Linked DNA regions of Sus scrofa: all the other regions are linked to region 1. Evidence: chromatin contacts called from public Hi-C and HiChIP or PLAC-seq data. All regions are on one chromosome and are shown on one strand. The core of a region is the stretch at or near the end of the contact, and the rest is flanking DNA. Distances in the headings are between cores, read along the strand shown.

The links. A called contact is a pair of places that touch in the nucleus more often than the background predicts. HiChIP or PLAC-seq counts read pairs in DNA pulled down with a chosen protein or histone mark.
Region 2: an H3K27ac HiChIP or PLAC-seq map of alveolar macrophages shows a contact between it and region 1. The contact joins the promoter of DYM here to the promoter of SMAD7 in region 1. A contact is called at or near these places in 1 of 47 Hi-C or Micro-C datasets (liver) and 1 of 2 datasets of contacts at active chromatin or transcription factors (alveolar macrophages).
Region 3: a Hi-C map of skeletal muscle shows a contact between it and region 1, with 5 times the contacts expected there. The contact joins the promoter of CTIF here to the promoter of SMAD7 in region 1. A contact is called at or near these places in 4 of 47 Hi-C or Micro-C datasets (embryonic fibroblasts, heart right ventricle and skeletal muscle).
Region 4: an H3K27ac HiChIP or PLAC-seq map of skeletal muscle shows a contact between it and region 1, with 6 times the contacts expected there. The contact joins the enhancer-like site here to the promoter of SMAD7 in region 1. A contact is called at or near these places in 1 of 5 promoter capture datasets (liver), 15 of 47 Hi-C or Micro-C datasets (alveolar macrophages, embryonic fibroblasts, epiblast stem cells and 8 more) and 2 of 2 datasets of contacts at active chromatin or transcription factors (alveolar macrophages and skeletal muscle).

Annotation. Positions count from the first base shown.
Region 1 is chr1:98,539,406-98,546,900 of Sscrofa11.1, forward strand. SMAD7 (SMAD family member 7) reads right to left here and starts at 2,910. Exons shown (of 4, transcript NM_001244175.1): 1 at 2,298-2,910; 2 at 904-957. The coding sequence starts at 2,910.
Region 2 is chr1:99,020,003-99,027,497 of Sscrofa11.1, forward strand. DYM (dymeclin) reads right to left here and starts at 4,662. Exons shown (of 17, transcript XM_021092922.1): 1 at 4,360-4,662.
Region 3 is chr1:98,130,791-98,138,285 of Sscrofa11.1, forward strand. It overlaps CTIF (CBP80/20-dependent translation initiation factor), which reads left to right and starts at 2,523. Exons shown (of 12, transcript XM_013992850.2): 1 at 2,523-2,824. It overlaps LOC106508955 (a long non-coding RNA gene), which reads right to left and starts at 2,551. Exons shown (of 3, transcript XR_001306118.2): 1 at 2,466-2,551; 2 at 1,653-1,745.
Region 4 is chr1:98,269,788-98,277,282 of Sscrofa11.1, forward strand. The region is part of intron 6 of CTIF (CBP80/20-dependent translation initiation factor); the gene reads left to right. Among named protein-coding and RNA genes, the nearest start is that of TRNAD-GUC, 45 kb to the left of the region's middle. Within about 2 kb of position 4,829, at least 29 of the 83 cell types and tissues checked have an H3K27ac peak or open chromatin away from gene starts, as enhancers often do. A contact at or near this core is called in alveolar macrophages, liver, retroperitoneal adipose tissue and 2 more, where this site is marked.

The sequences.
Region 1 (7,495 bases), core at 1,660-4,159:
CCCAGAAACTTGGCAAAATAAATGTCACAAGCATTGCATTTTTCAGGCACCAGTACAGACCAAAGTTACAATCCATACTTTCAAACAAATGGACCTCTCGCTGTAAGATAGGGCTCTAAGATACAGGGGACCATCCAGTGGTCACCCCTGAGTCCCAGCTTTGAGGACCCCCCGCCTCCCCTGGCACTGTGAGCCCCTGCACTGCCAGTCAGAAGTTGAATGCAGACAACCGCAACGGGGCTGGTGCCAGTCTCAAGTGCGGCTTCTGCCCTGGCCCCAAGCCATCTGGTGACAAAGCAACAGGCAGGCAGAACTATGCTAAAAACTTTCAGAGCCCCCACCAAGAATTCTGAGAAAACCAGGAAGGGAAGGGCCTGTCGTCTTTACGTCTTAAAGGTTCAAATTCGCTTACCCCAAAGACCTCTCTGTACCTTTTTAAACTGTCTTCCCTCCCACCAAGCTATCCATTCTTCCCACTGATACTTCTGGCACTCATAACGTCTCCAAAGTTTCCCATCAACCTGTCCTCTTTGGCTCCCAAGACACTTCTGCAAGGATCAAATTCCACGTGTTTAAAAGCTGAGCCAACTTGGGTTGTGGAGTGCAAATACATGAAAAAAGGAACAAAATGTAATGCATATCTAGGAAACATCTTTGAAAAAAAAAAAAAGAAAAACACATACATGCATAATATTGTATCTATACACACACATATTATCTCCAGGTTCAGTCACAACAAAAACAGAAAAAAATCCACCAAACTTCCCACAGAGGAAACCTATAACCACCTTGGGGCAAGCCCAGGGTCTCCCCAAGCCGCTGCCTAGACATAAAAAATCCGAGTTCTAGAGACTCCATTTCTAACCTAAGATAGGAAGGATATATTTAAAACCCTCTACTCACCAGTTGGTTTGAGAAAATCCATCGGGTATCTGGAGTAAGGAGGAGGGGGAGACTCTGGAATTAAAAAAGAAAGAGAAAATAAAGGCCGAGCCATGAGAAAGAGAGATAGAAACTTATGATAACAGAGGCATTCTTTTAGCCCAACTGTTTGTCTTAGCTGTGGGGGTTGGAGGCAGGGCCGCGAGGCGGTGATTGCCTTGATATTTAGCTGTCAGATAAACAAAAGAGGCCGCCTGGCGCCAGCCTCGGCGCTCCGCTCCTCCACGTCTGCGGCCGCCGCCGCCGCGCTCGGCCGGCCCGGCTGGAAACCACCGGCTCTACCGGGGCCGGGCACTTCACAGTTCACAGGGCGGGGGGCGACCAAGCCCCCGCTCGGTCCCAGAACTTCAGATCCGACTCCCGCCGCCGCCCCCCCACCCTGACTCGTCCCCCAGGGGTGCAAATTCACCTTGGCCACCGCAGCTCCTCTCCACACCGCGCGGGGGAACTCGGGGCTCCCCTCTCCCAGCCCACCCGCGAGGTTTACCCCAAGTCCGCTGGTGAACTTGGATTTGTGAACGCCCCGGGTGCACCCCCGCCCCACACAAATATGCAGAGAAAAGGAAAGCAATGCAGGAGGCTGGGATCTCAGCTGAGAAGCCCAGGCCCCAGAGCTGTTAAGGGGCCGTGTCGTCAGGGAGGGCTGGGGCCCGACCCTTCTGCAGTCAGGAACTGTGCTTTCCTGTGCAGGAAGAAAGGAAAAAGCAGAGGGCACCCAACTTCTCCTGACTGCTTGTCCTCTTCCACCCTGGGCTGGCAGAGTTGAGAGCAGATATCCAGCGCCGCCGCCCATCAAACTCTCTTCGCCCCAAAACACAAAGCTACTCCGGACAGGGCACTTTCCCAGCCACTTGTGCCCGACAGGACTCTCCTTATTTACTAAAGGAGCAGGCAGAGACGTTCCAGTCTTTACAACTGCTTCTCCCAGCCTTCCTTGGCGGGCTTGGACCGAATCCAACTCGGCCACACACCTCAACGCCTTTCCGGGTGCAGGGGAGGCGTGACCCCCCCTCCTCCCCCCCACACACTTCTCTCTGCACCCCTTGGTTGATCCGGAAATGAGAAATCTATCTAATTTTTAACCCCCGGTCTGTAGAGTGTGTGCATGAGCAGTGCCCAAAACCCCGCTAGGGGAAACAGAGGAGGAGAAAAAAACTGTAAGGGAACCCCCAGGGAATGCCTTTCCAGGTTCCCCCCAGTCCCTTCTCTACCTTTGTCCCTCTAGTCTTCTCCCAGGAGGGGATGTACTCTCCCCTCTGGCGAGACAGCTGCACAAACACACAGCCGAAGGGGGCTTTTCTTTCACTACTTGAGCGCCAAGGGGAGAGGTGGGTGGGCGCAGAACAACTTCTTACCTAGTTCGCAGAGTCGGCTAAGGTGATGGGGGTTGCAGCACACCAGCTCGGGGTTGATCTTCCCGTAAGATTCACAGCAACACAGCCTCTTGACTTCCGAGGAATGCCTGAGATCCGGCCACCTGAACACTTTGCACAGCAGGAGGGGGAGCGAGTAGGACGAGGGCGGCTGCGCGGGCTGTGAGCCGGCAGGCGCCCCCAGGCCCAGCCTGCAGTCCAGGCGGCCGGGCAGCAAGAGGCACGCCGTGCGCGTACCGCCGCGGGACTCCACGGCCTGGAGCAGCAGCTCCAGCTGCCGTTCCTTCAGTTTCTTAAGCACCGAGTGCGTGAGCGCCTTCAGATCCGCCTCGGCGCCCCCGGCCACGCCGGCGCCCGCGGCTGGGGGGTGGGGATGGTGGTGACCTTTGGCACCTCGCACCGCCTTGCCCAGGCAGCAGCCAGCCCTGCCTGCGCCGCCGCCACCGGCCCCATGTGCCCGGCCGTCCGTCGCCCCTTCTCCCCGCAGCTCGCCTCCTCCACCGCCTCCCCACGCGCCCTCCTCCTCGTCCTCGCCGCCGGGCGCACGGCTCCTCCAGAGACGCCGGACGAGCGCAGATCGTTTGGTCCTGAACATGCGGGGCGAGGAGGCGAGGAGAAAAGTCGTTTGCCGGCTAAGGAGCGAACATGACCTCCGCACACCATGAAGAAGTCGGGCGCCGAGTTGGGGCAGCAGGCGCAGGCGACAGCAGCAGCAGCAGGGGCCCGGGCAGGAGCGGCGGCGGCCCGAGGGGCGCTCCGTGGCATGCGCCAGTCTCCCGGAGGCCGGGGGGCGCGCGGGGGCCCGGAGGCGCCCGCCGGGGCTCGGGGGCCTGCGCTCCGGCTGCCCCACCCCGCGCGGCCCGAGCCGCGCGCTGCTCTCGGGCCCCGGCGCACCCCGGAGGAACGCGGCCGCCGCTTCCCTGGGGGCGGCGAAGCCTACCCCGGTCGGCGCCTCCCCAAAAAGAGGCCCCCCCGCAGCGGCTCCCGAGTGTCGGGCTCGCCAGCCTTGGCTTCCTACATGGAAGATCCGCGGGGGCAAAAAAAGAAAGGCGTTCGGCTGGGCTGCCGGAGGGAGGAAAAAGCCTCTTTTCCCCTTCCTAAGCAACTTAATTTGGGGGTGGGGAGAAGGAGGCAATTAAAAAAAAAAAAAAAAAGGCAGGCACGCGATTTATTTTTTTCTTCTATATCCTTAGTAACCGGATCTCCTTGAATTCCGTGCACACGAAGACTCGGGGGAGGGGGCCGAGTGGACTTCACCCCGCAGGAGATGTTTGGCGAAATAAGGAGGTTCTCTCAAAATCTAAGAACCAAATACGCAAAGCCCAAAATGAAAACCACCACCTCCTCGCACCCCGGAGGTCTGGGGGCGTCTGGCTGGAGCTGGGGTTTAAAAAAAGAAAATGTTTACAAAGTAGAACAAGACGTCTGAGGGGTGGAAAAAAGGTATCCACGAGTTACATTCCCCTTTTTCCTTGCAGAGCCCCACTGGTCTTCCTCTCCTTTTCTTCGGGGGAAAAAAAAAAAAAGCCGTGTATTTTTTTAATCCACAGAAAGCTTTGGCTAGGCTGTTTCAATCCTTCGCATCTGGGTGATTTGGAGGAGTCTCTGGTCTTTCCTCCTGAGCTCCCGGGGGCCCTAGTCCTCGGCGGGGACTTCCTCGGGGCTGGCGGGGGCGCAGGGGCAGAAGATGCTGCGGCGGCGGCTGCGCCCCGCGGGGCTGACAGCGCGGGGGAGGGCGGCGCGGCGGCCGCGGCGGGCCCCTGGCGGGTCGCGCGCTCTCGCCCTCCGCTCGCTAGCGCGGGGGCCGCCGGTGTCCCCTCCCCTGGGAGCCGGGGCTCCCCTTATGGGCTGCTCGCCCCGACAAGGCTGCGTCGGCTGGAGGCCCCGGTGTCCCTCACGCCGCCTTCTCCTCCGAGACTCTCCTCGTCGCGCCCGGGAGCCTCCTTGTCCCCCGTCCGCCCTCTCCTGGCGCTCGAGTCCTTCTGCCGCCGCCGGGGGCTCGCCGCGCCGCACCAGGGACTCCTGGGCCAGGCGCTCGGCAGCTCGGCGCCGGCGGGCTGGCTCTGTCTCGGGCAGCTCTCTCCCGCGCGGCGAGCGGACAGAGCACGGCGCCCGGCTGGCTCGCCTGGCGCGGTTCGGGGACAGGATCCTCCGTGCGCCGAGCAGGCGAGCGAGTGTGCCCTGGGCTCGCCGCCTCCCGCAAGGCCTCCCGCCCCCGCCCCCTTCCCTCCCCCTTCCTCCCCTTCCCTCCCCCGCCCCCAGCCGCTGCCGCCGCCGCCTCCCCCCCACCCCCCGCGGGCCCTCTGCTCTGCTGGTTCCACTGCGCAGTGGCGCGCCCGGCTCCGGCCTCGTCACGTGGCCGTCTAGACACCCTGTCGCTTTAAAAAAAAAAAAAAAAAAAAAGCGATTGTGTTTCGCAAACAACAGATCGGGTTTCTAAAAGCTATTTCTCCCCCCGTTTCCCCCCCCCGCCACCCCCACCCCCTCCCCGGTCTGCGGGGGGGGTGCTAATGGGGGGGCAGATAACGGTGGGGAGCAGAGAAGCTCCTTGAATCGACTGAGAACTGGCAGAATCCGGGGAGAAATGGGAAGACCCAAGAACACGGATCGCGCTTCGCCGGCGAGTTTTTGGAGCGGAACGAGCGGGTCGGTGGCCGGATTTAGACCCAGTCCGAGGAGCTTCGCAGTGGCTGTCCCGTGCGCTTTCGCCCTAATGTTTCATTCATTCGTTTTGCCTTAAAGGCCCTGGCGACATGCCCTGGACCCCGCGCGGGAGGAAAGGGGGAGGAGAGCGCTGTCTCTGTTTAAAAGACATTTACACCGGACTGGACCGAGGCCCTGGGAAGTGTGCGCTAGAGGGAACAGCCGGGCCGCCGAGGGCGGGGAGGCGGCGCGAATGTGACCTCAGCGGCGGCCGCGCGCTCCCTCCCGCCCTCTCCCGCTCCGGGCTCGGGTTTCTAGGACTGCCTGGAGAAGTGTGTCTTGTGCAAATCTCTGGAATGCATTTGGCTGGCTGACGAACTGCGAGGGGCAGTATCCTGGGGGCGGCGGCGGGGAGGGGTGTCGCCCTCCCGCCGCGGGCAGGTTTCCTCTCGAGCCCGGAAGACCTCCGCCACCCCGCCTCCCGGCGCGGGAAGGTTACCTTCCTAGCAGACCTGCCTAGGGCATGCATATGCATGCGTGGCCTGTTTCTGCGCCCTCCTCGGCCCCGCAGCTTTCAAGGTGCTTAAGAGTCAGAGAGTTTATCCCCTTAGCCTGCGTTTTAGAAGAGCGTAGACCCAGCTGGCAAATTACTGCATGGAAATGGGTAAGGCGTTGGTAGGGCAAAGGACCAGATTAGGTTTACTGCATGAAAGCTGTTGGTACTCGGAAAAGTAATGATTTAAATATATAACCGTCAGTATTGACGAGGCCACTAGCTGGCATGGTGGTCCAACCTCTCGTCTTATTCAGTGAAATAAGATTTTTTTTTAAGGCCGTTTAGGATTGTGAGATCAGGACGACAATGAAACTCATTGGGGGTTTTCACAAATCTTTAGAAAAGTTGAAATTGACTGTTTTCATTTTCCCAGCTAAATTATGCTCCTTAAAAAAAAAAAAAGCATAGATGAATCTTAGCTTTATAATTCAGCCCTTTCTCCTCCAGCAACTTAAAAGGCATCTACATGCCGTAGATGCTTAATAAATATTTAGGACTGTATTGACAGTCGGGTAGGCATTTGGACCATTCCCACCAAACCCACCAAGAGCACCTTTGGACATATAAATGTGAGAGCGAATCATGATCATATATATCTAGGCGAGAGGCTCTGAAGCTCATTGACCTAGAAGACCTAGGGATGCCAAGCAGTGCAGAAACAAGTAGGACAAGGCAGCAGCTGGCATTCTGAACATTTACATTGTAAGCCACAGAGGCTGCAATTGTATAAGATTATAATTTTGTTACAAATAAAAATATTGCTTATTGAAAAGGGTATTGAAAACGTGTGTGCCTAGGTTTAACTTGCGAAACAAGCAACCAGCAAGGACAGCAGCAGAGAAAACCCAGGAGAAAATGACTCTGAGTGATCCCACCCCCATGCACAGGGAAAGACAAAAGAGTCAGAAATGGAATTTTTTATTTATTTGTTTATTTGGAGACAGGGAGGGGGTGCTGTGCATGAGGCATATAGAAGTTCTGGACCAGGGAGCAAGCCCACGCCACAGCAGTGACCCCAGCTGCTGTGGTGACAATGCCAGATCCTTAACCTACTGCACCACAGAACTTCAGAAATGGGATATTTTGTAGCAAGCATCTGGGAAATGTATAATATGCTCACCTCAGAAAGGCTTAGAAGACCAAACTAGAAGTCAGACAACCTGATTCCTGGCTGGGACTCTGCCACTCACTGGTTAAATAACTTGTACTAGTGGTGATCCTCATGTTGGTCAAGTGCTTGACAAAAATTAAAAAGCTTTCTGGGCAAGTTTCCTGCCCTTTCGCAGGGTCCCCATTCCCTCTCTCTGCTTGGGGCCTCACTAGAAGATGTCTGCTTTCCTCCGGAGGGTAGACCAGGCTGCAATATGACAGGAAAGATGTAACTAAGCAGTGAAAGCAAAAAGCATCCTTCTATTTAGGTTTCTGGCTAAACAGGGAATCTGAAGACTCTGGGAAATCTGGCCAATGACACTAACACTCTGGGATGAGAGGCCGGAACACACAGAGGCCAGGTAGATTTAGTGGGCGTTTCAGGAGTTGAATCTGACGTCATTACTTGTCTGGGTGGAACATGCATATACTCGCAAAGATATGTTCCCATATAGTGTAATTGTGGGTGTTTTAATTCAGGCGTCACCCCTGTCTTGCCCTCTCTCATGGCTTTCCTCCTCCATTTTACTGCCCTAGGTAGACAATGGGTGGGTTGCTGGGCAAGTAGCTACAGTGGTTGGTGTTGCTTTATAGCTCACTGGCATCCCCTGAATCAGTTAACATCCCCAGCCTTCCTGTGAGCCAGCCCCACCCCATTGCACATTCTTATTCCTTTCCTTTCCAAGAAAGAAGCTGGACGGTAGAGGAACTCCTGGCTGGCTCCTGTGCCTAGAAAGGGAGTTCCTTTCCTTTCCACAGGCAAAAACGAGACCGACAAGCACCCCGTTTCAGACTATTCTGAACCTTAAAAAAAAAAGTTTAGGAGTTCACC
Region 2 (7,495 bases), core at 3,412-5,911, 480 kb after region 1:
CACCTACCCCCACTCCTCACCTGGTATCTGCATTTTTAAAGGACATGACAAAAACTTAAGAAGACATCAAAAAGCACTACCAAATGTCCTTAAAGGAATGGAATTTTAAAAAGCTTCTCGTGAATAAGAGCTAGTTGTAAAACTGTTCTCAACCCCAATAGATTACTTTGTCTAGAAAGAGATAAACATAAGGATAATTTAAAAGTTTTTAGGAGTTCCCGTTGTGGCACAGTGGTTAACGAATCTGACTAGGAACCATGAGGCTTCAGGTTCGATCCCTGACCTTGCTCGGCAGGTTAAGGATCCGGCGTTGCTGTGAGCTGTGGTGTAGGTCGCAGACACTGCTCGGATCCCACGTTGCTCTGGTTGTGGCGTAGGCTGGCAGCTACAGCTCCGATTCGACCCCTAGCCGGGGAACCTCTATATGCCATGGGAGCGGCCCTAGAAAAGGCAAAAAGACAAAAAAAAAAAAAAAAAAAAAAAAAAAAGTGCAAGCAGTTTTTAAGTAGCAGTTCAGAGCATTAAGCTCAACTAAGAACCTCACTAAGGAAAATAAGCTTAAAGATAGGCACAGATGTTTAACAATTCCCACTACACCTACTGTCAGCGGTTCAAGAAAACACACCACCATCAGAGAGCCAGCACCTTCATGCCTGGAGACAGTCAGGACCTTGAGAGGAAGCTGGAAAGTGGAACCCTCTAAGGAAGCAAGATACCCAATTATAGGACTTCCTAAAATTCTTTCCACTCTAAGATGCAGAGTCTTCTCTCCATCCTGGAAAGGGATGGCAACAGCCATCTTGCCCTTCTGCTTTTCCGGCCCACAGCACTCAACCATGCCTAGCTGGGTCCCAAGATGGAAATTCTAGAAGAGAATTCAAGCCCAAGTCTCACAGACACTCATTCTTCCTGAAAATTTTCTCTCACTTTGAGTCTTTCTGGTGAATTAGAGGTGCCTCTGTCACCCACTGGGCATGCACACCATCATAGCCCCAGACTGCTCTGTGACTTCAAGTAGTGGGTCAGCATTATATACACTGTGATTACAAGTATACAATACTGAGTTCCCGTTGTGGCTCATTGGGCTATGCACCCAACTAGTATTCATGAAGATGCTGGTTCAATCCCTGGCCTCACTCAGTAGGTTAAGGATCTGGCGTTGCCATGAGCTGTGGTATAGGTCTCAGATGAGGCTCAGATCTGGTGTGGCTTTGGCCTTGTAGGACAGCAGCTGAAACTCCAATTCAACCCCTAGGCTGGGAACTTCCACATGATGCAGGTGCAGCCCTAAAAAGCAAAAAAAAAAAAAAAAAAAAAGCATACATTACCTAAAAAACATGAATACAAAAACACTAAAACAAAACATAGAAAAACTTCACATGTTATTACTTTCCTTTTTTACTTACTCGTATTTAAAGGTCTCATTTTACCAAAACCTAGCCTACAGGTGTCACAGGTATTTTCCATGTTTTTGTTTTTCGCCACCCCCTCAGCACACGGAAGTTCCCAAGCCAAGGATCAAACCCACAACACAGCATGGACCCAAGCTGCTGCAGTGACAATCCCAGATCCTTCACCCGCTGCACCACAAGGGAATTCCCCATATGTTTGTTTATAGTCACTGGAACAGTTCTAGCAGTAACCATTCCCATTGTCTACAAAGTGAAAGATGACACACTGCATTTGTAAGTGGCAAACAAAATCACCAATTTTCTCAGGTCTCAACAAAATATCTCAAAATGCTGTGGTAGGCAGAACGATCCCAAAGATATCCACATCCTAATCTACGGAACCTGTGACAAAAGGAACTTGGCAGGTGTAACTAAGTTAAGGACCTTGAGGTGGGAAGTACCTTGAATTACTCAGGTGGACCTGATCTAATCACATGGGTCCTTAAAAGCAGAGACCCCTTCTTTCCCAGCTGTGGTCAGGCTGACTAAAAAGAACGGTCAGAGAGATTCAACGCTGCTGGCTTAGAAGATGGAGGAGCGGATCACAAGCCGAGGAGTGTGGCAGCCCCTAGAAGGTGGAAGAGGCAAGGAAACAGATTCTCCCCAAGACACTTCCAAAAAGAAACATAGGACTGAAACACTGATTTTAGCCCAGTGAAAATCATTTCATAGTTCTAAAATACAAAACTTAAAATTTAAAATTTAAAAAGTTTTAATTTATAAACTTCTAAGTTTATATTTAATAAATTTAAGTTTTACTTTCTATAGTGTATAAGTTTAAATTTATAAACTTAAAGTTTAAACTTGTATTGTCTTAAGCCACTATATCTGTGATAATTTTAGAGTAATCAGAAGACGAATACATACACATTAACTAACTTCTAACAATCATCTAAAGAAGAAAAGCATAATCAAACTGCCCAAATATTCAGAGCACTATGAAATATAATAGCTATTTGTGCATTCTGTGGAAATTTCACTTCTGTTTTCCTCCTGCCTTCACAAAACTCCATCCATTAAAGAGCCAGCCAAAGTGACAATTCCTAAAACTTTCTGTAAAAGGATGAACTATACTAACCAAGAAAAAGAAACCATCAGGAAGGCAAGATTGACTGGAAATATTAGGCAACAATTAATACTGTATTTTTCAGAGAATCAAACATTAAAGTGTTTGCGCTGTTTATTCCCTTTATATCAAATGAGTACCACATTTTTTTAAAAAGTACTTCTACATATTAAGATCTTATTAATTTTTTAGGTGCGATCATTATATTTCGGGTATATTAAAAAGAGGATGACTCAGAATTCCCTGGTGGTGCGGCTAGTTTAGGGTCTGGCGTCACTGCAGCAACTTGGGTTGCTGCTATGGCACAGGTTCCATCTCTGATCCAGGAACTTCCCCAGGCTGTGGGCGTGGCAGAAAAGAAAAAGAGAGGGACTCAATCTTCTATAGACAATATACGCAAATATTTACAAATGAAATGGAGTGAGAATAGGACTGGGTGGAGCCATAGACGAAACTAAATTAACCCGAGTTACTGTTAGAGCTGGAGAAGGTACAAAGGGGTTTACCATATGACCCCATTGTGTGAAATTTTCCATATTTATAAAGTACAAAAACAAAGTCCTTGGCCTATCATACTAATATAGATTTTTTAGTGTATTTAACAATTGAAACACCTTCTTGTAACCTTGTCCGACCTCAATGGTCTGCCACTTAAGCCAAGTGCATCAATTATTCTCTAATCTCCACTCATTTTTCCCTATTTACTAACCTGATGAGTTTCAGGAAGTCACCTAACCATTAAAAGACTGTTTCTTCATCTGCAGGATGAGAATTTACAATTCCCCAGGCCAAGTTGTGGAGACAATTATCTAAGATAAACACTACAAAGCAGAGTCAGCATTCTAGAAATCTACATTATTCATAAATTTCATATGCTCAGCAGCAATCAATCACTTATTCCTATAGATCCTCTTCAATTCCACAGCCAGTTCCTCTCTTGAGCCTTCAATTCATCTGCCCCAAGGGCAGGGTCCCTCTCCACTGCCCTCAAACCCCAGTATCTTTCAGTACAGCACCTTACCTCTTCTCATTACAGGATCCCACCCAATCTGCCCCCAAGTCTATCCTGGATACTACCTTGCTGACCCTATTACAATCCTCTCACAGCTTCTCTACATTTCAGTACTTTCATCTTATCAGCTTTATTCACCCACTACTGTGCCCAGTTCCCAAACACCTGGGCTAACTTCCCTCCCTCTCACCTTTCTGTTGAAACACAATTGCTAGTTGTCAGGGAGTGGAGGAGAGGAGAATATGGAGGGACTGCTAATGGGTACGGGTTTCTTTTTTTGGATGATGAAAATGTTCTGAAATTAGATAGTTGAACAGCCCTGTAAATATGCTTAAAAAAAAAAAAAAAAACACTGAGTTACACTTTAACTATACTTTTAAAGGATGAATTTTATGGTATGTAAATTACCATTAAAATGTGTATGTCAAAAAAAAAAAAAAAAACTGCTCGCCCTGCCCATCACACGCCCATTTGTCACTTCAACCCCATCTCCCAAAGCATCGACTTGATCTTTGGTAACCCCCCTCCCCAACTCCTAGCCCCAGACTCGGACAGAGGCCCCTCTCACTCTGATTAACACACCCCCTCACTTCTGGACTCGAAGTGCCAGAACTGAACCTAGAATTGGGGGAAGGGGAGTTATGGGCAGCTCTCGCGGCTCAGGCACAGCCCTCCAGGGTGTCTCCGTTCCCCAACCCCCGGCAGAAGGACCCTTCTCCCCTGCCCTTCCCGGAGATGGAAAGGGTGTCCCCAAACCTGCTCTGGCAAGGGGTGCAGGCCCCAGTTGGGGCTTCCAGGGCCGCGTTGCCAGGGGCGGCGCCACAGCCCACCTGTCCCAGCCAACGGGGAGATCGGCTTCCAGCTCACAGACAGACAAGTGGGTGGCAGAAGGGACAGGACAAGCTTCGGTCGCCGCCGCAGCCGGGGTGGCGCACGGTGGTTCAGGCCTCCATGTTTCCACGTCTCCGCGGCTCCGGCTCTGGCCCTGGCTCCGGATCCTGCTACGGCTCCGCTCCCGCCCGAGCAGCGTCAGTGCGGAGGCCCAGAGGCGGGGAAAGAAGTGGGAAGCAGCCGAGAACGCCTCTGGGGACCGAAGGGCCCGGCGCGCTCCAGCTAGCGGTCACGTGGTGCGCGGCGTGTGGACTTCTGGGAAATGTAGTCCTTTGGGCGTTACGCGTTTTTCCACACTCCCGAGCCTCCAGGGCAACGGCAAAGCCGCGCGGCAAAATCAGAAGACACCGAAGCTTCTAACCCTCCTACTGGAGTCCTGGTTTACCTTGCAGCTCTTGTTCTGGTGGCCTAACTTTATTACGGTCCCTGTTCATTCCAACCCAATCATCACACTAAAGTCCAGGAATTCCTTGGAGAGCTTTGACGAGTGGGGAAATAGGAAAGTAATGTTTGACAGAGACAGAGTAGCAGGTCTAGAACTGCCTGCAGTACTGTCAGAAAGAACATGTCCAACAGGAAAGGGTCAATATGGTGCAGTACCAGAAGTTTAGAATTTGAGGTCAAGTGAGCTGAGGTTATCAGATTGACGTCCTTAAGCCCTTGCTTCACCTCTCCGGCTGGTTTCCTCATCTAAAATACATACAGGATCATGGTGATACTTCCCATGACATCGACGATGTCAGCAGTAACGCACATTATGGGTTGTTTTGTATGTGCTATACGCTATTACTTTACTTAAATAATGCTATGGAATAAATGTCACTGTAATTTCCATTATATAGTCAGTATGTGCCAAAATACTCTGAAAAGTGCTATAGAGATCTTACATATACTTTTCCAGCTTCTATTGCCAGAAAATTCGTTGAACTTGGCAGAATTATTGAAGGAAAATATACTCAAATACAAAGTACCTGGGAGCCTAGCCGAAAAGAGGTGGGCACTGCTACGAAGTGGTTGTAAACAATGCTGTGAATAATGTGTTGGTGACAGATTAAGTGGAAACAGTATGTATAGTATCTGATTTTCACATATGAATTATGTTTATAATACCCTTTATAACTGTGGGGGTGGGTGCTAAAAGGATATTAGCAATTATTATCTTTGGGGAATGAGATCACGCATGATTAAAAGTCTTTTCCTATGTGTTTTCTAATTCTTATGCAAAAAAAGATTAATTATATGTATAATTTTATTTTTAAATCACTATAGCAAAAAGAGGCACCAAAACCAACCTCAAAGTACTTTATAATTTTGCCTGTACAAAAATTACACAGTCTACCTACCCCAAAATGACCTAGCAACAATTGTAAGCATCTTTTCAGAACTAGCTTTATAGACCAAGAAACAGCTTGTTCTATTTCGAGGCAATCCTGTTTGTGAAATTTAACATCCCCTCCCATTTGTATTTTTTGCAGAGCTTGAAATAAAAAGCTGCACTAGAAACCAGTGTGCCCAGGCAAATGTCATAATGTTGCTAAGCAAATGCCATAAATCAGAGAGTAAGATTTTTTCTTTTGTCTTTTTTAGGGCCACACCTGCAGCAAATGTAAGTTCCCAGGCTAGGGGTTGAATTGGAACTGTAGCCTCGGGCCTACACTGCAGCTCACAGCAACGCCAGATCCTTAACCCGCGGCTCAGGGCCAGGGATCGAATCTGCATCTTCATGGATACTAGTGGGGTTCATTACTGCTGAGCCACAACAGGAATGCCCAAGAACGTTTTTCACAATATCTAATGCATGAATTGGAGTAGCAGTTCTTTGAAAACTACTTATTGTACATGCAATGCTCAAGGTATTATCCTTGGTCACCAACTTTCCTTACTGTCTGCACAAGAAACATGATAACTACTTCAGTGTCTAGTTAGTGCAGAAACAGTAACAAGAAAGCCATGAAAACCCTCCTGGTAAATGCAGTGGGGTATCTTGGATCAGATCCTGGAAATAAAAAAGGAAACAGTGAAAAAAAAAAAAAAAGGAAACAGTGGGAAAACTGATGAAATCCAGATAAAATTTGGACTTTAGTTAAGGATATTGTGCCAATGTTCCTAGTTTTTGTTTGTTTTGGTTTTGGCTGAGCCCTCAGCATATGGAAGTTCCCAGGCCAGGAATCGAACCTGAGGCACACCAATAACAATACCAAATCTTTAACCACTAGGTCACCAGGGAACGCCAAATTCCTAGTTTTAACAAATGTGCTATGGTTATGTAACATTTAGGAAAACTGGGCAAAGGCTATTCGGAACTCTCTGTACCCTGCAACTCTTTTGTAAATTTAAAATAATTCCATATAGCAGGCAGAATAATGGCCATCCTGAAGATGTTCAGATCCTAATCCCCAAAACCTATGACTACATTAGGTTAAACGGCAAAGGGGAATGATTGCAGATGGCACTGAGATTACTAATCAGATGACCTTAAAATAGGGAGATTATCCTTGATTATCAGGGTGAGCTCAATCACAAAACTAAAGTAAGAGGGAGGCAAAGAAAGTGAGTCATAAATATGGCTCTGGCAGAAGATCAAGTGATTCAATGTGAGGAGCAGGTATTGTTGGCTTTGAAGATGACGAGAGACTGGGAATTCAGGAGTAGTCTCTAGAATTTGGAAAAGTCAAGGAAATAATTATGCCCTGGACTCTTCAGTAGGCAATACAGTCTATTTATTTATTTATTTATTTTGGTCTTTTTAGGGCCACACCTGCAGCAAATGAAGGTTCCCAGACTAGGCGTCCAATCAGAGCTGTAGCTGCCAGCCTATGCCACAGCCACAGCAACACCAGATCTGAGCTGTGTCTGTGACCTACACCACAGCTCATGGAAATGCCGGATCCTTAACCCAGTGAGCAAGGCCAGGGATCAAACCTGAGTCCTCATGGATGATAGTCGGGTTCATCAACCATTGAGCCACAATAGGAAGTCCTGGGGAGCAGTCTTGCTGATACCTTGATTTTAGCTCAATGAAACTGAGTCAGACATCTTACTCAAAGATATAAAATAATAAATTTGTGCTGTTTG
Region 3 (7,495 bases), core at 1,273-3,772, 410 kb before region 1:
AAGGCAGAGAGCCAGATTCTGGGGTATGGAAAGCAGGTGGTAAATGCTGATGAGGGGAAGAAGGAGTGCGGGAAACCAGGACACTGTTCAGCAAAGGGGCCTTGGGTGGGGTGACACAAGAGAGGTCCTTGGGTAGCAGGGTGGGAAGGGGGAAAATGTAGCCGCTGCCAGCTGGGGAGGGTTAGGAGTGCTGAGCCTGCAGGAGGGGAGAACTAAAACTGGGTGAAGGTTCCTTGAAGGCAAACCTAACCTACTTCACACATGAAGATGAGTCACCCCCAGGAATCTTTCTTGAACCACCAGCTCTGCGGGCCTAACTGCAGGAGAAAAAAAAAAAAAAAAAAAAAAAAAATTTCGGAGATCATCATCCTGGCCCAGAAAGAGACTCTGGAACAGGAAAAGGAATCAGCCAACACAGAGTGTTGCTGTGTGACTGAGCGAGTTTAACTGCATTATCACCTTTGCTTCACACATGGTCAAGAAAGATTGTTGAATAAGCTGTCCAAGGTCACCCATTTGGAGGTTAAGTAAACTGCTCAAGGTCACAGATCCAGGGATGGTCATGCTTGAGATTCAAGCTGAAGGGTCAGGCTGACTCTTGAGTCTCTGCTGTCCCCCCTGGTCCCCTCACTGCAGGCACAGCCCCCAAACAGAGGCGTGCACTCTCCAGGGATGTTTTGCATGCTGCACATTGCTCAGCCTTTCCTCACCTCTGGGAGTGGATCCTGTTGTCACCTCTGGGGTGTGATTTAAAGCAAAGGCAAAACCAAGACCCAGACAATTCCATTCTTGTTTCTTTACAGGCAGCATGCCTATCACCCAATGTGCAAAACAGCATTGACGACAAAAAGTAGGTAAATGGGAATCTGTTGAGTGGCTAGATTCCAGTACTGTTGCTTTATATTTTGTAAACCTAGGAAATCATTCAGATGTCAAAGCACAAAAATAACTGTGGAGCCTATGAGGCATAAATGCTAAGAGGGAGGGACCCACCAGCGGAAAGAGTCAGGTGTGCTTAAGTGTGTTCCTTTGGCCTGGGGACTGGGACTGGCACCCAGACAACTAGCTTCTGGTACCCACTCTGCCTATCACAAATGTGCAACTCCGTGCCTGCTGCCTTCCTCTAGAAGGGAGAAGATGACCTCCCTCCATGCCCTTTGATGCAAGAGTCAAATGAGCTGCTCTACTGGATGTGACTGGATGTTGCTTTGCTTGCCTTTGATGGCTTGGTGCATTCTGAGCCTGGAGCCAAGAACACATGCTCTCCACTCTCAAAGAAATCCCACCATTTCTTCAAAGGCCCACGGCAAACCCCATCTCTGGCAAAAAGCCATCCTAGGCTCCTTTTGCCCTCTAGACCCACCCTTCATCCCTGAGCCTCCTTTTGGGGTCCCTGCCCTCTTCTGCCCTGCCAAACTGCTGGGACTTGCATAATTTGCTCTCTTATCTCTCATACGGAGACTTTATACCCTGTAGCCTTAGTCAGAGGCCTACCGCATCCTTTGCCTTGTTAAAAATTTTAGTATTTTTAGCTACAGTACTACTTACTTCTTCCAGGAAGACTTCCTTGACCCTCTCCCACCTGCAGCCACCCTCCATCCTGAGAGATACCTGGCACTTTATGCTTATTCTCATGTTAAGTGTTGACTTACTCTACTTTCCTTGTCTGTGGTCCTTAACCAGATGTTGAGCTCCTTAAGGGCAGGAATCGAGGCTCTGTCTTGGCAGTCCCAGAACTATCCCATCTGTGAAAAATACCCACCAAATGTTACATGACGTAGTACATGATTTTCTTTGATTATATTGTCACACAGTTCCTCCCCCGAGTTTATAATCCCCTTGCCTGGAGGGTGTGCAGCATCATATGTTTCTCTAGAAGGCTCAGTGCCTAGCACCTAGTAGGTACTTGGAAAACACTGGTGATTTGGTTAAGTGATTACTGAATTATCCATTGCATTGAATTCTCCCTGCTTTAGCCCTTGCCATGGCCAATGGAAAATTAATTGGTTGCAAAGTGCATATCTAATTACAACATCCCACCCCTGCCACTGAGATGTTCAAATGTTAATTATAACATATGCATCTCAATAACAGACGTTAGCATTTAATACAGCGTTAATAACTACACTTGGGCAGCCCAATGCGTACACAAAGCTCCCTTTTATCTGCCATTAGTACGGACTTAGCACTTAAAGTAAGGAAGTCCACATCCTTAAAACTGGTCTGGTCCCTAAAACCCAATGTTATCCTGCAAGCCTGGACCGCGCCTAAGCCCCCAGTTCTCCCCACGCAGAGGTTCCCATCCAAGGCCGTGCCAAGGTCGTGAGGGGAGCCGGGTTTGGTCGGCCGGTTTTGGGGTGGCTAGACTGGGCTATCTAGGCTGCTCAGGCGGCATCCCCGGCTTCCCCGCGGCGTCCCGCTCTCCAGGGCCCGCCATCCCGGGAAAGAAAGGAGAACTACATTACCCAGCAGGCCTCCCGCCGCCCTCTTTCCTTTCGAGTCTTTGCACGTGGCCGGAGGGGAGGGCGGGGACTGGACGTCACTCTTCAACATTCTCTTTCCCTGTGTCAGAGCAGGGATCATTTTTTTTCCTTCCTTTACTCCCTCCCCCCTACCCGCCCCTCCCTCCCTCTTTCCCTTCCCTCCCTCCCTCCCCTCTCTGCTGGGTTGGTGCGCTGGGGCGCCGGAGCCCCTCCGCTGCCCGGACGCACGGAACTCGAGGCAGGAGTAGGCTCTCCCGAGCCTGCTCCCTCCCTTCTCCTTCCCTGCCCCCTTCCCCCACCCCCCGGCTCGGGCTCGGAGCGGCGGCCAGAGGAACCCCGAGGTGAGCATCCCCCTGCCCGCCCCCCTCTTTTAGTCATCTCCGCTTGCGGGTCGATTCGGGGACCCGAGAGGACGGCTGCGTGACGTGCGCGTGCTTATAGATAAATCCGGGAAAACCGCCCCAAACAATTCGCCCCCTTCCCCCCTCCCTGAGTCCGGGGCGGCCAGGCGTCCGCGCCCATCCGTGGTCCCCGCCTCTGTAGAGGACCGCACTACGCGGTCTCGCCCCCTCCTCAGGTTTGCTGCTTCTCCGCAGGGTTCCCCGCCGGTAGGGGAGCCGAAGCCCTGGAGCTCCTGTGAGGAGGGGGGTTCTTGGCGGGGGGGCGCTCGGCTGGAGCTCGGCTCGCGTTGGAGCCGCGCGTTGTAGCCGCTGTCATGTGCCGGATTCCGACCCGTGGGGGGGGGAGGAAGAGAGCGAGCGTGATTCCTCTCCCTTTTGTTTTGAAGCCCGCATTTGCTGCATCAAGCAGTTGGTTTAGTAGCGGCCAAACTTGCAGCTGTTTTGACCGCGCTCCGCTGAGGTAGGGAGCGCAGCTCCGGGTGGCGGCTCCCGGCCGGAGGCTGCTGCGCTCGCGGCTCCCGGAGGGACCCGGAGAGAATGTCTCCTCGCTGCCCCTCCCTCCTTCGGTGACTGATTGTGTCAGTGGCAGCGGCCGCGTGTGAATGTGTGTGCGCGCCCGTCCCCGCGGGCGCGGGGATGTCTGTCGTCTAGACAGGCTGCTCCCTCCCTCCGTCCCTGGTGAGCCCGCGGGCCGCGGGGGGCGTGGGGGATGGGAGCAGAGGAGGAAACTGGATCGGTGGATCCATTGCAGTCGCAGCTTTGGACATTCCCCGCAGCGGTGATTGTGTTGGCTTATTTATTATTATTCTTGTCGCCGCTGTGTATCTGGGCCTAGGGAATAGATCCATCGGCGGAGCAGGGGTTAAGTTGACAGGCTCTGAAAAACCAGCTCGCGGTGGAGCTGGTGACCCAAGCCGGAGCGGAGTGGGCTCCAGCTCGGGTTCTTCAGCGAGCAGGTGACTGTCCTGAACACCGGCTTGGGGCGGGGGGGGAGGGTGCGGTGGCTGGTCTGCTGCTGCGGTCTGGTGCTCCTTAGGGCCGCGTACCCGAGCCTGGGGGCACCTGGGGGAGGCGTCCCGGGAACCGCGCATCTGAGTTGGGTACGTCTCTCCATTGACATTAAATGACACTCCGGGGTCTGAGCCCCTCATCTGGGCGGTGTTGGCTCTTCGGTTTCGTGGAGTTTTCAGGGTTGGGGTCGGGGGACAGATGTGAGCAGAGAGGGAGGTGCGGCGTGTAAAGGGAGGGATGGTTGGCGGCGCGGTGTGCATCCCCATCCCGGAGAGTGAGGCGTCGCCTCCCCCGCCCAGCTGTTTGTGTGTGTACACACCGCTCCGGCTTGGGGCGGGGGCGGGGACTGCAGAGAGCGGCGTAGTGGGGACGCGAGTGGGCCCCGATACCCCACGGGGATCGGTCCCGCCAGGGCTCGTCGTCTTGTGTCTGTTCGCGCTCGCGCCGGGGGTTACTTGGAGAGGGGGGCGTGCGGCTGGGGGCCCGGGGAGACCCTGGAGTTGCGTGTACGCGGAGTCAGTGAGGGAGTCCCTGGCCAGAGAGGTGCGACGGTCTCTCCCTTCGCAGCCCGGAAGTCCCCCTGACCCGGCGAGCTGACTGCCTACTCCGAGTCGCTGGGGACTGGTCTGGTGGGGCCTGGAGGAGTCTCGGGCGTGCGCGTGTCGCACTCCCACCCCCTCTCGGTTGACCCTTGGCCGGAGGCGCTCTGTGGGTGCGCGTGCCCGCGCCTGCCGCTACCTTCGCAGCTGGAGAGAATCAACATGCTATGCCCCACCCCCCTCCCAATTTTTCGTGCTGGAGATAGTGCGGGCCAAAGGCTGCCTGGCCTGCGCGGCCCCGGGCCCAGCCCCGCGCTGCCTTCTGCGCCGCTGCGGGGTGTTCGGCCTTGTGCACGCCTTTGCGGGCTCCGTTCTCTCCGCGCTGGGTCTCTGCGGCCGGGTGATTATCTCCCAGGCTAGGGGCCCGCGAGCTAAGGGAGGAAGCTGCTGGAGCTGCGGGCTTCACCGCGGCTGAAGGCTCCCGAGGGCGAAAGTGACACAGCACGAGCGCCACTGCTGCGGATCTGGAGGGGAGAGGAAGGAGCCGCCCAGAGGGCGGGGAGGGGCTGCAGGCTGTCCAGCCCGGTTCCTCCTGTCCACGCGGGGCCTGGGCAAAAACCTCAGGGATCCCTGCTACGAGCATGCTCGCATCGTGCGAGAAAATTGGCTTTCAGGAAACCCAATTATACTGGAACAGAACGCACCGAGCAGAGGTTATAAAATGTTCAGCCCTTCACAGAAGGCATTAAGGTTGCCTGAGGAAGCTCCCTTTGAATGTTTGAGACAGGATTCGATTTGCACACAGATCATCTCATCTTTGTCAAGTATCTGTCCTGGGTCATGTATACTTGGAGGCAGTAATTTTGTAAAGCATTTTGGGTACAGTGTCATCAGTGATTAACACATTGCTAGGATAATAATATGTTTGTGTGACTTTACAGGGCGCCCCCCCATCATATTTATTAAGAGGGCCCCATGAGGTGGAGGGGTATTAACCCCCCCCTTTACAGAATAGAACACTGAGGCTCAAAAAATGATGCAACTTGCCCTAAGCCTTTCTGTAATTTTTTTTTTTGGTCTTTTTTTTTTTGCTATTTCTTTGGGCCGCTCCCGCAGCATATGGAGGTTCCCAGGCTAGGGGTTGAATCGGAGCTGTAGCCATTGGCCTACGCCAGAGCCACAGCAACGCGGGATCCGAGCCGTGTCTGCAACCTACACCACAGCTCACAGCAACGCCGGATCGTTAACCCACTGAGCAAGGGCAGGGATCGAACCCGCAACCTCATGGTTCCTAGTCGGATTTGTTAACCACTGCGCCACGACGGGAACTCTCCTTTCTGTAATTTCACATATCAGCCTATGGCTTTTAATCTAAATAGTGGCCACCTTTTTTTGCTTTCTTTTCTTTTTCAGAGTAGGTCTTGATACCTGTGGAAGTACTGAACCTGAGAAGGGGGGTGAATTATGGTATTTATTTTTTGTCAGAAACACTTTTGATTTGCTACATGTCCTAACAAGAATAGGTCATTAAAGAACAGAAGTCTGCATTGCTGTTATTATCACTCATCTGATAATTTGCTTTTGGTGAATGATCGAATTATCGGCTTTGGAACACCCCGTATTTACAAAATTATACCTGTATATAATAAATACATCTGGATACATGTTTCTCCCACACATGTGGGTGTGTTCATGGGGTCCTTATTGAAGCCAAGGTTTATTCTTTAGTTCCTTGATTCTAAAACCATAGATTTAAAGTAGCTCCTGAGAAACCACCCAGCTTCTACTCCCTGTGCCCTGCATCTCCAGGGATAGGGAAGCCTTGAAAAGAACAAAGAGCTCCTACGTACCTGTGTATATTTCTCAGTTCGTGCACATGAAAGCTCTCAGACACAGCCTGGAGAATTATTGGGTTTGTCCCGATAATCAACTATTCATTCACAGATATATATTGAGCACCCACATGTTTGTGTATCTCGAAGCACATACAAAGACTTTAACATACCGACCCTGCTTGCCAAAGATATCTCCTAGCTGTGGAGGTAAATTAAGATTTTAGGCCCAGCAAATATTTGTTAAGCACCTACTCATAGGCTAGATACTCCGCTGTGTTGGGGACACACAAAGATAGGATAGCAGAAACAGCTAAGTTGCAGTGCAAAAAAAAAAAAAAAAAAAAAAAACAAACCAAAAACCTGGATGAATCAGAGCTTGCAGGAGGGAACAAATCATAAATATTTTAGAGCACTCATCCTGGGACATATGTTGGTTGCAAGGGACACAGAATGCCAGTCCTGATCCTAGAGCAAATGAAGAAGGAAGCAACAGAGAAAGAACAGCCTTAATGTCTCTTGTTCTTCTGAACTTCAAGCTAATTGGCACCTCCCAGGTGGGCTCTGGAGGTCTGTCCTTCTGTAGAAATTAGGCAGCTCTTGGGAAATGACCCTAAAGTCAACCAACGGGTCTGCTAAGCAATGAGGAGCTGACAAGTTGTTCTCCGTGGTCCTGCCCCAGTGACAGGCTGTGATTGGCTGTTTTCAGTGATGGGATGTAGCTTTGGTCAAGGTCTCACTCTAGCCCTGCCTGAGCTTAGGAGTTTCTCTCTTAAAGGTTTTTGTAGATGTTTTTTTTTTTTTTTGTCTTTTGTCTTTTTTTGTTGTTGTTGCTATTTCTTGGGCCGCTCCTGTGGCATATGGAGGTTCCCAGGCTAGGGGTCGAATCGGAGCTGTAGCCACCAGCCTACGCCAAAGCCACAGCAACGCGGGATCCGAGCCGCGTCTGCAACCTACACCACAGCTCACGGCAACGCCGGATCGTTAACCCACTGAGCAAGGGCAGGGACCGAACCCGCAACCTCATGGTTCCTAGTCGGATTCGTTAACCACTGCGCCACGACGGGAACTCCGGTTTTTGTAGATGTTCTAATGTGAGTCTGCATTTTTTTTTTTTTTTTTTGACCATGCCTGTGGCATATGGACGTTTCCAGGCCATGGATTGAACTCTCACCACAGCGGTGACCCATGCTGCCGCAGTGACCACCTTGGATCCTTTAATCCACTCT
Region 4 (7,495 bases), core at 3,579-6,078, 270 kb before region 1:
TGGACTGAGGTGGTTTTTTTTTTATTTATATTTTTATTTTATTGCAGTATAGCTAACTTAGAATGTTGTATTAGTTCCAGGTGTACAGCCAAGTGAGTCAGTCACACATAGAAATATAGCCATTCTTTTTTCCCATACTAGTTATTACAAACTATTGAGTAGATTTTCCTGGGTTATAGAGTAGGTTCTCATTAGTCAGTGAGTATATATTGTGTATGTGTTATTCCCACCCTCCCAATTCTTCCCTCCCCCCAGCAGTTTCACCTGTAGAAACCATAAGGTTGGTTTTGATGGACTGAGTTTAAATGCAGGGGCCACTGCCTTTCCAGTGAACCAGGACATGCCATTCTCCTGATGTCCCCATAATGAGTATCTAGCAATGACTGTATTGCCATGCAGACACTGGCCTTCTAGGTTCCAGGAACTGTGAGGGGCTTTCTCTTTCTTATCTTACCTATTGCTGCATCATGTCTGTGAAGTGTGTGCCGTTACTGATCTCTTTTTACAGACCGTGTTGTCTCTGGTCCAATGTCACCTTCTTAGTAAGGCCTCCTGAACTCCCTGTTCTGTACTCCTCACCCCCCACCTTTATTTCTCTTCGTGGAACGCATCACACATGCTTTATTTATTTTTGTGGTCTGCATTCTCCCACTGGAAAGTCCCATTCTCTGAGGGCTCATACAGTGCTCCTTAAATATTGGGTGAATGACAGGAGAACCACTTGTTCCTGTAAGTGGACTCACTCCTAGTGTCCCTGTCCCACCCACCCCCCACCCCATCCAGAACCTGTGCCTCCTTCACATGGGGACACCGTCCGAGCTACGTGTCTGCACATGTCCTTTCTGAATTCTCATAACTGCCCTGTAAAGTGTAGATACTAGTCTTATCGTCAGCATGCGGACAAGAAAACTGAGATCAAATACGTGGCCCCAAATCTCATGGCTTACAAATGGGGGAGTGGGATTGGAATTCAGGCAGCCTGGCGCCCCTTTGTAAGGAGTGCCAAGGAGGAAGAGGTGATGGAAAACCATTTTCTAATTCTAGGCGACTATAGTCACGTACAGCAAGTGAGGGGTGAATGTCATTTCCTTAATAAGCAAGAACAAGAAAATGGATATCTTTTTTTTTTTCTTTCTCTAGTGCTAAAGGCACTAAAAATGGAAAGAGAGGAGGAGGGGGTGGGGAGAGGGAGAGAGGAGCCCCTACTGACACCTTTGACAGAGGAAGAGAGATTGTTCCTTTTTTTTTTTTAATTGGAAAGGTTTCCCATGGCCTCCCCCCAACTCGTGCTGACTCCAGATCCTGCCCCAGCTCTGAGGCAGAATGCTCTTCTAGGAGAGAACCTCTGCTCTCCTGGCGCCCCCTCCTCAACTCCCCCACCCCCCATCCCCCACCCTCACCTCCTGCTTCCTCCTGCAGGATAAAAATAGGTGCCCATACAATAAAGGAGGAGACCAGGAATTCTTCGATCCATGGTTTCCTGTCTGAGGCCATAGGTAGCAAAGGCAGTAGGCAGTGTGCGCTGTGAGGCCAGCCTATTTTTGTTTTTTGTGAGTCTTTTTACAAGCAATTATTGCTTTCAGGGTGAGGAGCTTAGTTGGGGACAGCTAAAACCATTCCTAGGAAGCAGGTCACCAGCCGAGTCTAGGTGAGACTCTTCTCCACAGTCTCGGAGAAGGGGCCAAATGCAGGGTGCTGGGGCTGGAGGGGGCAAGTACATTCTGGCTTTGGGGGATCCCAGAAGTACCTGCCTCCCTTACATGACAGCCTCAATTATCCCTAGCACAGTTAGGGTCTTAGAATTTGGCAAACTGTGGCCTGCAGACCAGCCTTCCAGCTTGTTTCTGCAAATAAAGTTTTATTGGCACATGGCCACACCCACTGGTTTGTTCACTGGCTGTGGCTGTGTTTGTGCTACAAGACAGAGTTGAGTAGCTGCAATGTTGCCCCTTCCGTCTGCCAAGCCTGAAATATTTCCTATCTGGCCCTTTATTGGAAAAGGCTGATAAGCCCTGAGAGTTAAAACAGGTGACAAAATCCTGAAGCTCGTGCAGTTGTCATCTGAGACCCCTTTAGTTCTCTGTGCAGAAGATCCTGGAGTCCATCCAAAATGATTCTCTTCTGGCTCCCATTTCTTCAACTGTCACAAGGGATCGCATATGGGCTTGATGTTCATGGCAAGGCTTTGCCGAGGGTCATAATGTGATCCAGGTCATATAATGAGCAAAAACCACTCAACATGTATGAAGTGGCCTTACGAAGTGGCTCAGTGACACCTGGAAGCAAGCACATACTTGGGGGGCTTGACAGACAAGAAATACGCTTGGGGACCATCCACACGCCCCTTCTGTGATTTGGCGGTGGAGGGTGGAAGGGTGGAGATTCAGTTGAGTTTCCCCAGTCCCATCAAAAATGGAGATCTAGGGAGTTCCCATTGTGGCTCAGTGCATTACGAACCCAAATAGTATCCTCAAGGGTGTGGATTCCATCCCTGGCCTCACTCAGTGGGTTAAGGAGCCACCATGATCTTAATCTGCAGTTGCCATGAGCTGCAGTGTAGGTTGCAGATTCTGCTCAGATCCTGTGTTGCTATGGCTGTGGTGTAGGCCAACTCTGATTCAACCACTAGCCTGGGAATGTCCATGTACAGCAGGTGCGGCCCTAAAAAGCAAAGCAAACAAAAAAAACCCAGATGGAGTTCCCGTCATGGTGCAGCAGAAACAGATCCAACTGGGAACCATAAGATTTCAGGTTTGATCCCTGGCCTCACTCAGCGGGTTAAGGATCTGGTGTTGCTGTGAGTTGTGGTGTAGGTTGCAGATGCGGCTTGGATCATGCATTGCTGTGGCTGTGGCATAGACTGGCAGCTGTAACTCTGATTCGACTCCTAGCTTGGTAACCTCCCATATGCCACACTTGCAGCCCTGAAAAGCAATCAATCAAATCAATCAATCAATTTATCGATCAAAATTTTTAAAAATCCAAGAGATCTGAAAGAACACCCATGTGCCCGTGTAGACCTCAGGCCGAGAGCAGAGCTGCCTCTCCAGCTGCGTGTGAGACCCCGTCCCTCATACCTGGGGTGTCCTTTCCTCTCCCTTCTCCAGATCTCCCCGCTGTCAGATTTCACCCCCTTTGTGAAACCGTCCTAGACCAACCAGCCCACCCCGGACCTCAGGGATTCCATGGGCCTTTGAAGGAGCTGGTGCTAGGCCACTTTTGAGCTTCTCCAGTTGTTTCTTGCCTCTCCATGTGCTCGTGCTTCCTGGAGGAGGCAGACGACAGCCTGGGCCTTGAGTCTTGGCCAGGGAGGTGGACCTATAGAGAGAAAAGGAAAGGGTGTGGCATGAAGGATCGCAGGAGTGGATGGGCAGCGGTTCAGAAGAAACGGAGGCCATGGAGAAATGATTGGAGGAGTCCCGGAGTTCCGGAGGGCCCTTCCCAACAGCAGAGAGACCAGTTGGGGCAAGCGCTCGAGGCCTTCCTTGGGAGCGGACCAAATAGGGACTCAGCTGAATGTTCTTGAACAGAGAAATGTACGAGGGAAGGAAGGTTTATGGAGCCAGGGCAAATGAGCAATCCTTAGGCCGGCTTTCTGGGACCTATGTGGAGTTCCTATGATTGTACATATCTTCCCACGGTGGCCGAGGAAGGAAGTTTTGTTTCTTCGTTGGGGACCGGCCAGAGTCCCTTTAAAACAGGACTTGCCCCCAGTAGAGAGGTCATCTGGTCCATGACTTGCTTCAGGCCAGGCCATACCCAGAATCCTTCGCTGAATGACAGAGGGCTTGATCCTCAGTTGGGGCAGGGTGGGGCAGAGGCAGGCCCAAGAGAGGCCAGACTCAAGTCGGCCTCCCTCACGACCTCTGGGGGGGCCCAGGACACTTCCCAGACAGCAGGAGCTGTGCTGCCCAGCTCTGCTCCAGAAGGGCTCGGATTCAGGACAAGGACGCCAGCAGAGGTGCCAGGTGCCCAGTGCCAAGAGCAGGCCCTCAGCTGGCTTCCGAGGCCTTAGCTACTGATGCTCAGAGAGAGGCAGATCCACCCTCCTGCACACACCCACCCGAATGACACAACAGTCCTGAAACCCGGCCTGCAGCCCCACCGCCGCTTCCTAGATCAGCTTCCCAGGGCTAGAGTGACCCCCCTGGCTGGTCTGGGGATGTCCTGGTGACTTGGGCTGGTCCTGATTCAACAAGGTTGCACCCGGGTCCAGCACCTTCCTGCTCTGTCCTTGGCGGCGGGTGGCAGGAGCAGCGGAGGCTGGGGGAAGAGGAAGGTGTTGCTGAGGGTGTGAAGCATCCATTATTCCTTTATTAGCCACGGTGCCATTTCTGGTCGCGTTCTCCTTCCTGGCGGCCGTGAGCTGGGAGGCGGAGAAGCCTAGTTATTTTCGTTTACCCCAGCTCCTCTCACTGGGAGCCGCCGCCGCCGCCGGGGGGCCCGGGGGCGGGGGCGGACAGGGCTACGTGCTCTGGAGCAGGCGTTTGTGAATGGGCCCTGGCTCCCAGGCCACCCCGACGGCAGGCGCCCCCCGCCCCCCCCAGGACGCGCTGACTCTCACTGGCTGGCCGGCGTCGCTTCTAGCCTTGCAGTGGCCGGCAGGAGGAAGCTTTCTTCTGGCCCAAGAACAATACCAGGGTCAGCCCGGGGACCTCCCTCCTACACCCTCTTCCTTCCATTGTGAACCGGGGCACAGTCCCAGGCCGCTTGGCTCTGCAGGCTGCGGGGGAGGGGGGGCCTGGGACGGGGAGAGATGAGCAGTGTGTGTGACACCTCCCCGTCGTCTGCCTCCACTTCCCAGGCTGGCCAGGGTTCTGGAGGCAGCAGATGGGCAGACGGAAGAAGCATGTGTGAGTGGCCACTGGGTCCCTGTGCTTTGCAAGGGACTGCCAGCGGGGCGACGCCACAGGCTGGGTGGCAGCACGCCCTGTCCCCTGCCCCCGTGGAATCACAGATTGTCAGGGCTGGAAAAGGCCTGCCCAGACCCTCTAGCCATCACCCCATTACACAGACAGGGGAACTTAGACCCCAAAAGGTAAAGGTTTTACCAGACGTCCTCTTGCCCTGCTTACAAATCCTTCAGTGATTCATTCCCGAGGCCTTATGGGGAAACCTCAGACTTTCCTACAGCCCCGGTGCCTGATGGCTTCCTAGGTTTCTCTCCTGGGACTTCCTGCCTTTGACTAGTTAATGCTCCCTGATTCAGCAGCACCAGTGCTGAGCCCCCCCCCCCCGCCCCCGCCACATTTGCCTCCCTGCCACATACCTATTCTTCAAAGACTGCTTGAAAGTCATCTTCTCTACGCTGCCCTCCCTGATAACTCACTTCCTTTTGCTTCTCCTGGGCTCCTCCAGTGCTTAATATATCCCTATAAATGGGCTGCCCTACACCTCACTGGGTGCCCGTGTGTCTCTCCTCACACATATGTACCTCTCCCCACACCACACGCTCCACATCCTACTCTCCTTTGCAGCCCTTAGGACACTGGTTCTCCAAGTGTGGTCCTCAGACCAGTAGCATGAGTATCACACAGGAACTTGCTAGAAATGCAAATTCTGGAGTGCTCCTCATGGCTCAGTGGAAACTGACTAGCATCCATGAGGATGCAGGTTCAATTCCTGGCCTTGCTCAGTGGGTTAAGGATCCAGCATTCCCATGAGCTGTGATGTAGGTCACAGACATGGCTTAGAGCTGGCATTGCTGTGGCTGTGGTGTAGGCCAGTGGCTACAGCTACAATTTGACCCCTAGCCAGGGAACCTCCATATGCCATGTGTGCAGCCCTTAAAAAAGAAAGAAAGAAAGAAAGAAATGCAAATCCTTAGCGGCCTTCCCCCCTTTCACTGCTTCTGACCAAGCAACTCTAGGGGTGGGGCCAGCAATCTGTGTTTTGACAAGCTCTCCTGATGGATGCTCAAGTTAAGAACCAGTGCCTGAGGACCTACTTGTAGGCCAATTGGCCCTTAATATTTTTTTCCCTATCTTTTTAAAAAAATTGAGATCTGTTTGACAGCATTGTGCAAGTTTAATGAATAGGAGATATTGACTTGATACATTTACATTGCAGTGTGGTAGAAATGTACTGTTAGCTAACACCTCTACCAGGTCACAGAATTAGTATTTCTTTTAGTGTTGGAAACAAGTAAGCTCTAGTCTCTTGGCAAGTTTCATGTTTATACCCGTTCTGTTGTCTGTCTTGGTAACTTCTTGATAATGTTGCCAGTAATTGACATCACCTATGGCTTTCTATTTGCTGACAACATATTTGGTTGTTTATTCTTTTTTTAAATTTATTTGTTTTGTATTTTTATTTTTTTGTCTTTTTAGGGCCACACCCACGGCATATGAAAGTTCTCATGCTAGTGGTAGAATCAGAGCTGCAGCTGCCAGCCTACGCCACAGCCACAGCAATGCGGGATCCAAGCCACGTCTGTGACCTACACCACAGCTCATGTCAATGCCGGATCCTTGACCCTCTGAGCAAGGCTGATCAAACCTGTGTCCTCATGGACACTAGTCAGGCTCATTAACCACTGAGCCATGACAAGAACTCCTGTTTATTTGTTCTTTACCATTATTTTGCTCAAATGGAGGACAAAGAATCTAACCTTATTTGACAACTGAGGATGTGGATTTGCAAAAGGGTTGAGTGAGTCAGGAACACCATAGCCCCCCAGACTCTGGCGCCTGCTCCTGTCACTAGCCATGCTCCAGGTGGATGACCTGTTGACCCCAACAGCCCTGGATGAGCCCCTGTGGATTAGCATTCCTGAGGGTGCTTATTACCTGGCCATCAAATTTAGACATGTCAGCAGAGACCCCAGTGACACTGTGTGTTTGTTTGCAGGTGGTCAGAGCCACCGCCTGGGGTAGAGTGTGGGGGGGCAACTTTTGTTTCAGGAAAGAGGGGAATCCCTGGGCTAATTACTCTGTCCCTTCTCTTTGGACACACTGCTGTCTGTGTAGCAGACTTGTCGCCTTCAGTGTGTTGGGCAGCAGCTGGTGGTGACAGGAGTTTGTCCCTGAACTCAGAGCCTCTGTCGGTAGCCGGCAGTGACCCTGAGCCATAGTTAGTGGCGCAAGGAAGCTGACCTGGGGAATAAAACAACAAACACCAGCTTTTGTCTACAAAGGGAATAATCAAAAGTTGATGTTAAATAGACTATAAATAATAACAGTAACGTAGTTACAGGCCTAGCTAAACAGACTATGAAAAAGCTGAACTTTGAGATCTGTCAAGAAAACAATTCTGGCCTTTCCCGCTGAGGTTCGGTGTTCTGACTTCTGGAGCAGAGGGCTGATGAGGACAGAGCCCTGGCCCAGGGACAGGCCAGCATGAGCCTCTGAGCCTCACCGTCCCACTTCCTGTGAAATAGGAGGGGAGGTCCTGCCCTCCTTTTGGACCCAGCCGTCTACCCCCCCATCCACTCTTGGGGTGCTTCTAACAGGAGAGACTTCAGTCGATGACTGAAGCATGATATGCATCCTTATGT